Regions from separate parts of the Mus musculus genome. Here region 2 is linked to region 1. The links are chromatin contacts, called in public HiChIP or PLAC-seq maps. All regions are on one chromosome and are shown on one strand. The core of a region is the stretch at or near the end of the contact, and the rest is flanking DNA. Distances in the headings are between cores, read along the strand shown.

Region 1 (4,696 bases), core at 751-3,250:
ACTTGTCTGCATGACCTCACAGGACCAGAAATGAGACAATGACCAGCAAAACGACACCCTGTCTGAGACTGCTCACTTACGTATACCTCTTCCCATCCCCTAATTCTTTCTTCCTGAATATGTACTTGGGGCCACGGAACCCTTTTATATATGTCCTTTACGACGTGCTCCACCGATTACATCTCCTCTTGTGGCTTTTCACCATTTACCTCTCTTTAAGTCAGTTAACGTTACATCCTGAAGTCAGGGCTCTTGCCTAAAGCTCCAGTAACAGTCTTAAGTACAGTCACCTTAGTTTATGCTTTAATCATATCACTACTTTAACTTACATAAAAAATTTAGAAAATATATCTGTAATTGATTCTAAGAGACTTCTTGCAAACTGAAAATCTATATCCCCACAAAAATCAGATATTGAAACCTAATCTTCCGTGTGAAGATGTGTCAGCTTGGAGCTTTTGGGAGGTGAATATATCATTAGGAGAGTGCCATGTCTGTTATGAAAGATAACACGATTATAGAGCAAAATGTGGGTAAAGTCTCCAGTAGCAGGCTTCCCACTTACACTCTCTGGTCAGGCACATACTCATGTGAGAACCCACTTCCCAGAGTGAAGGAAACCAGATAAGAGATCACAGCACTTGGTTTCAGGGTAATAATTACAGATACACTGAGGAAAGCAAGAAGGAAGGTGCCTGGGTCTCAGTTTCTCTAAACACAAGCAACAAGCATCCAAAGAAACATCTACTTGGGTGAGAAAGGGAATTCACTCCATAATGCAAGAACCTATACCTTGTGAACCCATAGTCAAACAGTACTGAACAGAGAGCTCCAGGGCAGGTATCACCAGGACAGCGGACTTGCCCTCTGGACTACGTATGGCCGGACAGTCAAGTGATACCTCCTCAGTTAACAGGACATGGAGAAAGACTCTGCTTTCTAGATGGCAGAAGAGTAAATTAAGCACAGATCAGTGATAATGAAATTCAGCAGCAGTGGATCCAGGCTAGTATCTATAGACAGACCCTCTAGACCGGCCTGTTGGTATACTGATACCTAAGACAGAACTGTATCCTTGCTAACATGACCTGCAGCTGGCTGCAGGAGTCTTAGGTGGGTCTCGGTCACATTATGGACTCAACAAGATCTAGGCTCTAGGTGCAATATGGCATTATGCTGTGGGTGTTCAGGACACTGCCAGCCCTATACGCGCTCTAGACCCAGGCAGCATAAATAAGAGAACCAAGTCTACTTGGGAGAAGAAATGAGCAGGTACCAAACTGTTACTTCAGAATTTGATCCTCCCATGGTGAGGTAAGTACCAAGTAAAATCCTATGAGCCTGAACACAGGAAATTAATAAAGATGAACACTGTCTCTTGGCTCCAATAAAGGCTTGAAGTGGCAAACTATTCTTTTTAGGTATTCATAAACTCCATCTTAAACAATATATCAAGTTTGCATTTAGGCCAAGTTGGCTTTGGGCTTCTACAGCAGAAGCATTGAAGATAAGTAAATCAGGTAGGGATACATTGCAAACTCATACTTAGGGTACCATCTAGTGGTGATACAGCAATAGTGACCACAGGCTCACAAGAAAATAAGAATCCTGATTTAGAAATCCTGGAAGAAATGGACAAATGACAAGAGAATGGATTTCATCTAATTGCTAAAAGCATAGGTGTCCATTCGATTCCAATAAACATCAGTAAATTTTATAGACCTGCTATCTCACCACAAGCACAAAACAGGGCCAGAAACTGAGCAATGTTTATGAACTCATGGACAACTTAAAATTGTTACTCTGAGAACTCAAATTCAGGTGAACACACAGGAAGAAGTCAATAAGCTCTTACTTATCAGGCAAAGAAGAAAGAAGGAAACCAAACAAACCCCTGTGCTGGGAAGCATGCTAAATGACAGGAAAATGTGACAGAGGGCGACAGCAAAACACATCAGGGTTCAAAGGCAGGCCACTTGAAAACAGAGCCACAGGAGCCACGAAAGGATTGAGAAGAGGAACTGACTGAGCAACTGTTGGAGTTATTAGACCTGAACAGACTGGAGAAGCCAAAGCAGTAGAAAGTTTATTCAAAGATGGTAACAGAAAACCTCTAAATGTAGAAATAAATTAAACAGCTACATATACAAAGGCCAAAGATTACAAGTGAAAATTCACAAATTCATAAGGTTATAACATAAAACATGTATGCAAGCTTCAAAAGTTAAAGACAGGATTCTTAAGAAGCAAGATTTAAAAAAAAAAAACAAAAACAACTAATTTTCAAAGGTATCCCAGTGATCTGACAGTGGGCACACAACAAGGCCCTCAGAGACAAAGCGAGGGTGGGCCGTGTGATGCTCTTAAGGTACTGGAGGAAAGAAAACCTGACAAAAATAACATCTCTGAGAGCATGCTAGGAGCTAGGAAATAGTTAAAAGGGGTAAAATGGAATATCAAAAAATTCAAAATGCAGGGAGAGTTGGAATATAAGCACACTATTTTATTTGAAGGCAAGAAAGGAACTACAAAGGAAAGAGCCAAAATCCTTTAACAAGTCATATAATGGCTCCAGGTCATCCTGACACGAATAATGACATTAAATTCAAACCAAGTAAACTCTCCAAGTAAAAGACAGAGTGACAATGAAATTTATTACTTTATGTGTAGGAATATTTTATCTGCATGTGTATATTCATCCACGCATGTATAAAGGTCAGAAATGGGTATCAGATCCCCCGGGACTGGACTTACACATGGTTGTGAGCCACTTGCTGAGCCAACTCTCTAGCCAAGACAATGGATTATTTTTAGAGTCCCAATTAAGGCTTACACAATCGTTCACTTGTCACTAAGCCTGACAGTCTGATTTCAATTGCTGGGTCCTACATGGCGGAAGGTGAGAACTAGCACCCGTCAAGTGTCTTCTGATCACCATATGCACCTGTGTGGAATGTACCTGCATACCCTACCACATATGCATGTGAGTGCACACATACAGACATGCTGAAATACATGTAATGAAATAGAAAGGTTAGAAATGGGTATTTCACACAAATGGATTCTAAAAAGCAGTTATCATCTACACTTACATCAGAAGAAGCAATTTTTTCACTTTACATCCTGATTGTAGGCCCTCCTCCCTGTATCCCCCAGTCCCTACCCCTCTCCCCGAGAAGAAGTAATTTTAATCAAAAGTAGTAAAAAGAAACACAGAGAGTCATTCTGTAATGATAAGAGGATCACCTGTTCAAAGAAGAAAAGCAATCAGAAACACATGAGCATCCGACACTGAAAGAACTCAACATATAAGGCAATCAGACCTCAAAGGAGAAACCGAGCACCTTGTCACACACAGATAACATCACAGGACTCAGGTCTGTCCGACAATCAGTGGGCCAAAAAGCCACATTTAGAACAACTCATCCAAGACCTGCAGAATACATACACTGACACCTGGGGTACTCCACAGCATAGCACATGCAGGCCACAAAACAAACCTTGGCAAATGAAAAGAATTACAATTATACCAATATCTTACCTAATTACTACGTAATCAAACTAGAATTCAATAACAAGAAACCATACAATTACTTAGAAATTTAACATATACATCCAATCAACTGATGAGTGAAGGAAGAAATTGAGAGGAAATTTAAAACGATTCTCAAACCAAATGTAAATGGAAACACAGCACAATGTGGGGCACAGCAGAGCCCTGAGTGTGTGAAGAAGTCCTGGGTGGATGTGTGCTGTCCAGAAGAGCCAGCCATGTCTAGAACAAAGTCTCAGACCCATGAGAAGTTGGCAAAGCCTTGTCCTGGTGATGTAAGACTCAGGCGGATAACAAAGTCTTCACATGGCCTGACTGTGAATGTTGACAGTGTGTTCAGAAATGTCCACTGTTACCAGAGTACCCTCTCAACCCACCCAGGTATTGTAGAGGGTCTGATTCCAGCTTTTCTGTGTTTATGAATGTGTCCTTTTCTATCACCTCTACGTTCTAGTCAGGTCAATCCTTGAACCTTATAAGATGCAAAACCATGTAACATACCAAAAGCCAAGGAAGACGAGAAGAGGGAACTTTATAGCAATCAATATCTCTATCAAAAATGTCAGTAAATCTCAAACAACCTATCGTTGCATCTAAGAAATAAAAAACAAGAAAAAAATCAAACCAATATTGAAAGAGATGATCACTGCAGAGATAAATGAAATAATAGATTAAAAAATAAGGGATCAACACAATTATGAATTGGCTTTGTGAAAAGAAAAAACAAAATTTACAATTCTATCTAGATCAAGAAAAATGGAGAGAATTCTTAAGTAGAATTAAAGACAGAAGAGAAACAATTGTAACTGCAACACAGAAATACAAGAAATTGTTATATTTGTATGAACTCTATGTCAACAAATTTAGTAACTGAAAAGAAATGGATACATTCCTGGATATGTATCCAAATTAAATCATGAAGACACAGAAAATCTGAACAGACTAATAATTAGAATCAACTAGGAATAAGATTTTCTGCTATCAACAAAGCCCAGGACGTATGGCTTGACTGATGAACATGATCAGACATTTAGAGAACTAATAAAAATTCCTTCCAAGAAATTAAAACAAGCAAACAAAACAACAACAAAAACAGAAATCCAGTGTTACCTTGAGTTGAGAACTTGATAAATACACAATATT
Region 2 (5,356 bases), core at 221-2,720, 300 kb before region 1:
GGTGGTATAAAGATGAAGGAGGGTCTGAGGAAGTGGTTCTGGGGGTGAAGTACCTGCCAGGCAAGCACAAGGACCTAGATCAGATCTTGGGGCCCTGTGTAAAAGCCAGACATGGCCACACACATCTGTAATCCTAGGGTATATAGACAGGTAGATACCTGGACCTTGCTGGCTGATCAGCATAGCTAACTGGTATGAGTGCTGGGTTCAGTGGGAGACTATGTGTCTTAAAGATAAGGTCATAAGTAGTGACGGAAGACTCCTAACATTGTATTTTTGTGACCATATGCATACAACTCCTGCACATACACACACATACATACACTACACAGGCATGCACACATATTATATACACATGTATGTGCACACCCAGAGGCATGGACATATATTATACACACATGCATACATGTGTACTCACAGAGGCATGCATATGTATTATACACATGCATGTGCACACACAGAGGCATGCATACACACATATATTATATAGACATATGAATGCATATGTATACAGACACAGTGAAGAAGGGACAGTTCCTGCTCTCATTGAGTGTAAAGTCCATAAAGAAGTAGAAAGAAATCAAGAGCCAGGGGAGGTTAGATCACACCCATTCCCAAATAAGCTCCTACTCTGAGACTTGGTGGGGTAGGTAAAGGTTGGTGTAGAAATAGATGGGTGGAGAGTATGGTAGAAATGAGCAAGAATGCTTAGAAGCAAGTTAAGTGCTTCAATACATAGCTGGGTCTCATCACTTGTGAATGGTGATGCCCTTGGACCATGTCACCCCAGAGCCTTTGTTTCTTCTTCATCTGTAGTATGGGGATAATTCTGACTTCCCTGGTTATTCTAGAACACTGATCTCATGTGCTATGATGACGCAAAGGCGTTGTTGAGTGTGAAGTGCTTTACTCAATTTTAAAAAAGGTTATTCGGCAAGAAAGAGATTTTTGGTCTAGATCCTCACACCTGTTGTTTACATATGAGATATGAAGGTATTTCTTCCCTCTCTGGTGGTATCTGAGAAGTCACAAGGAAGGACAGACCCACGTGCCTACCTTCACACGTGGGAGGGGTGCCTGTCCAGTGTCCAGATGGAGAACAATCCAGTCTTTCCGGTCCAGATAGATAAAATCCTTCATCGCACATGAACTGGCATGTGGATTTGTAGGTGGAATTCCCAAGAGGCTGAACGCAGGTCATGGATCCATTCTCAGGACTGAGCATAGGGGCACAGGACACAGCTGTAGTGAGGAGGACAGAGGGAGAGGGGCTTATGTTAGAGCTTGGCATTTTCAAACCCCCCCCACTCCCGGCCCCTGTGTGACTGCTCTCTGTCTTTCTCTACATTTAGCTAAAGGTGGTCATTTTCTGGCTTTTTATCTTTAAGGCATCAGGGAGCAGGGAGGTGGGTGACAGCTATGGCTTACCACTGACTGTCATTCTGAGATCTCACCCACTCAGGGTTTCAGAAGTGATTGTAAAAGGGACTTGGCACCCTTTAGAGAGATAGTGGCATGCTTCACGTTGAATGCCCTAGACCTCAGGGAAAGTCGCCCCCTTGATGTCTTCTTGAGAAACAAACCGGATGATGTTTCCAGCAAACAATGCCAAGAACTTAGAGGTGAAAGTGGGGGTGATTTCTTTCTCTTTCCCAGCCAGTGGTGAGAGAATCTGGGTCTACGTCTTAGCTTATACTATGCACGGTGACCCCTTTGCAGCCGTGGATGCTTTATTTTCAATGAAAATCTGTGACTCTTGCCTCACAGTACTTTTTATTTATATAGCAAGTCACACTTAGGCCACACTCAAAGATTAAATGTAAAAGGGAATAAAGTGGATACATATTTCATTGGTTGTCTGTAAATGACAATTTTCACCACTTCCCAGAAGTCTCAACCTGCAGGACCAGGCATAAATGACCCGCCAAGATAATGAAATCAGGTCTCCCAGTTATTTGGCAGCATATATAAACACAAGTCTGAGGTGCTTGGAGACTGGCTTGGATTGGGACTGACACTTTATGACTTTGGACAAGCCACTTAACCTCTCTGAATCTTGATATCTTAACGACTTAGTCAGATCGAGAGCGAACAGATTCTCGGTGCCAATGTCAGTAGCTGTCAAGGTGGACCTCTCTCGAGGGAGCTCGTGGTACCTTCCTGCCTTAACCACATGTGGGTATGTCACTTGACGCAATGAAGCCCAGATGAATCATGCTGACACTCGGAAGGGAAGGGCTAAGTGTAAACACGGTCTCGGGGACTTCTGCTCCTTGTCTTGGTTATGCAGTATATGGCTTTAAATCAGAGGAAATGGGGCAGCAGTCCTTGTTGTTTCCAGGTACTGTCTGCACCTTTCTTGTCCCTTCATTCCATACCGTCCCTGGCAGTACACCTCTCACTCTAATCAACTTATACAGAGACTGAGATACAGTCTGCCACTTGCAAAGTCTTCCTGTGTTCAGTGTGTGTGTGTGTGTGTGTGTGTGTGTAGAGAGAGAGACAGAGAGAGAGAGAGAGAGAGAGAGAGAGAGAGAGAGAGAGAGAGAGAGAGAAGGCTGTAAGCCAGAAATGCAGAGGGGAAAAGGGTGTGGGTCCTTGCTTTGGTGAAGTCATGGCAGAGTCATTTCCAGCTCTCCAGTGACTTTGCAAGGATGAGTGTAGAGGGCTGTGGGGACGGTGACAAGGAAAATGATCTGATAACGCTCTCTCCCTCGGAAGTGTCACAATAGCTTGTGGATTTCAGGCCTCGTGGTACCTTCCTGCCTCAACCGCATGTGGGTATTTCACTTGATGCACACCCAGTAAGAAGAGGAGAAAGTTCCCTCAGAGTAAACAAAGGGCTAAAAGCAGAAGGGAACTGGAAGGTCACAGGAAGCTGTGGTGAGTGGCAGGCCCTGGCAGTGAACACCCACAGGCAGGACTGTGGAGCAATGAGTAGCTTTCCTGGAAGGGTCTGATCCTCCTGATAATCCTGCTGAGGATTTTGGAGCTCTTCCTCAAAGCTGTATAGACTTCAGTGTCGTGAGGATAAGAGCAAGGGACAAGCCCAGAGCCTCACTCTGTTCTATCCAGACCCAGTTCCTCAATCCCAACCCCAACTCCAGAACTTGACTTAGGTTCTGATGCCTTGAACGAAGGATATCGTATTATGCTGTTAATTAATTAATTAGTTATTCATACATGAATTGTTTGCTTTATAATGGTGTGTGTGTGTGTGTGTGTGTGTGTGTGTGTGTGTGTGAGAACACTTGTGGGACCTGAATAGCAAGTGGTTTCTTTTTCATGAAAAACGTGCTTGCTTTTACTCATATATTTGAAAGCCCATACTAAGTTAAGTGATACAGAAATATTTCACATTGCACATATTAAGTATATTGTTAAAATCAAATATACACAATAAAATACTATTACAAAAATTGCATGAGAGCATATCAGAAGCACTTAGAAATATTTCCTTTGGATGGTTGATATTTACGAGACTATTTTAATGTCTCTATTTTCCTATATATCTGTAGATTTTACAAATATAAATCTTGTTTTGTTAAAAGTGTTTGTCATAAATTTGGCTAAAGTTTTGGGTACATTGAAAGAGAAAGAAATGGGAAAATATGAAAATCACACACTATAAAGTCAGGTGACTAGAACAGCTCTGCTTCACACAGGATGTTATGGTGCTCACAGGACATGCTGGCTTCTTAACACCGAGTCTAACACAGATAGATATAAATTGTCCTAATGAGGCTATGCTTTGCTTTCTTCCGAGAATGCTTTAATCTCCAGTTCATGGCACGGATTCTCCCCAGTGCTCCACACTATAGCCTAACTATGTTTCTCCAGTGTTAAACAGAGAATGCTTACTTCTAGATTCTGTAATTCTGCCTTTCTCATTCCTCCCGGACATGCCATGACCCCTACCAAGAAAGTGTCAGATCAGTCTTGGAGCCAACACTCAGAGTTAAGTTTTCTTTCCCGTCCTCTTTCTGGACCCCGTGCTTAGTGAGTACCACTGTGATAGGAGCCTGCCAGTCCTGATGTAGATTCTGATAAAGACACCGCAAAGGTCACCACATTGTTATCATTGCTAAATATCCTGACACTCATGATGTTTGCTTAGTCTCTGACGACATTTGTATCTGGAATCCTTGGGGGTAGAGGATGAAGGAGTTAGGGACAGACAGCACTCGCTAATTTCTCAAGGTACACCTTATCCAGTTACCACCTCAGATATAGCCTTTAAGAATATTGCCTTCAACTTACTGCTAAGAAAAATGGGGGGAAATCCATCCTTACCTTGACATTCGGGAGGAGCCCCATTCCAGTGTCCAGTAGCCAGGCATCTTATCACACTTGCTCCCACCAAGAGCGAGCCTTCATCACAGGAAAAGCTGCAGACTGACTGGTACGTCAAGGTACCGAAGGGATCCGAGCAGTTCACCTGGGCTTTACTGGGAACCGGAAACTCTGGACATTGCAACGCTAATGGGTAAGGAAGGCAGGGAGTTAGGAAACAGTCATTGAGAAGTGTTGTTGACCTTGACCTCAGCCCTGTTTGTGTCTAGTTCAGTGTCCTTTGCATTTGTATCTTCATGCAGTCTTTACCAGCCCTCATCTCTAGAACTCTTCGTGGGCTCAGGCTGAACTCCACTCTCATTAACAGTAATTCCTCTATCCCTCTCCTCTACCATTTGACTCTCTGTCTCTGATTTTATTGCTTTAAACAACCTATATAGGTAGGATCCTAGATTACTTGGTTTTTGGATGACTCGGTTCAATGATCATCATCATTAAAGATTTACAAGTTGGGCTTGTTTAACTTGGAAGTCCACTAGGTTGACATTTAATGTCAATGATTCTTGATGGATTTTACAAGGAAAGATGTTTGGACCAGTGTTGGCTGAGCCAGAGGAGGCAGTTTGGTAATGTGAACCAACAAAGCTTAAGCTATCATACCTTGGACTCAAGAATCTCCAAAATGCATAAAATCGAAATGCATAACAAAAATCATCCTAGAGATTTTTTTTGTCAAGACATTGTAAGAGCAAAACATTATGGAATCATGAAAGGAATATTCCTGGTTCTTAAATTTTGTGTTTTACTTGAAAAAGATTTTGGAGGCGTATCTCTATATAATGTTCAATGGAAAAGCAGAATAATAATTATGGTCCTGATCAAACAGTGATTCTTTTTTGTAAAACAATGTTAGCATACATAGTGATGGGTTTAATTATGATATTTTATACATATATACATACATACATACATACATACATGCACATATATACACACACCCACATATGATTGTACCTTACCCATTTTCATTCTCATTGTCCTAGCTGGTCCTTCTTACTATACT

Evidence for each region. HiChIP or PLAC-seq counts read pairs in DNA pulled down with a chosen protein or histone mark.
Region 2: a contact with region 1 is called in an H3K27ac HiChIP or PLAC-seq map of the HPC-7 cell line, with 17 times the contacts expected there. The contact joins two enhancer-like sites. A contact is called at or near these places in 1 of 39 promoter capture datasets (the 3T3-L1 cell line), 37 of 484 Hi-C or Micro-C datasets (3T3-L1-derived adipocytes, the Ba/F3 cell line, the G1E-ER4 cell line and 20 more) and 2 of 115 datasets of contacts at active chromatin or transcription factors (the HPC-7 cell line and T-cell acute lymphoblastic leukemia).

What each region holds. Positions count from the first base shown.
Region 1 is chr1:163,831,120-163,835,815 of GRCm38.p6, reverse strand. All of the region lies in intron 10 of Kifap3 (kinesin-associated protein 3), which reads right to left. Among named protein-coding and RNA genes, the nearest start is that of Kifap3, 54 kb to the right of the region's middle. Within about 2 kb of position 2,000, at least 7 of the 459 cell types and tissues checked have an H3K27ac peak or open chromatin away from gene starts, as enhancers often do. A contact at or near this core is called in the G1E-ER4 cell line and the HPC-7 cell line, where this site is marked.
Region 2 is chr1:164,132,990-164,138,345 of GRCm38.p6, reverse strand. It overlaps Selp (selectin, platelet), which reads right to left. Exons shown (of 16, transcript NM_011347.2): 8 at 4,294-4,479; 9 at 1,057-1,242. Among named protein-coding and RNA genes, the nearest start is that of F5, 16 kb to the left of the region's middle. Within about 2 kb of position 1,470, at least 142 of the 459 cell types and tissues checked have an H3K27ac peak or open chromatin away from gene starts, as enhancers often do. A contact at or near this core is called in the G1E-ER4 cell line and the HPC-7 cell line, where this site is marked.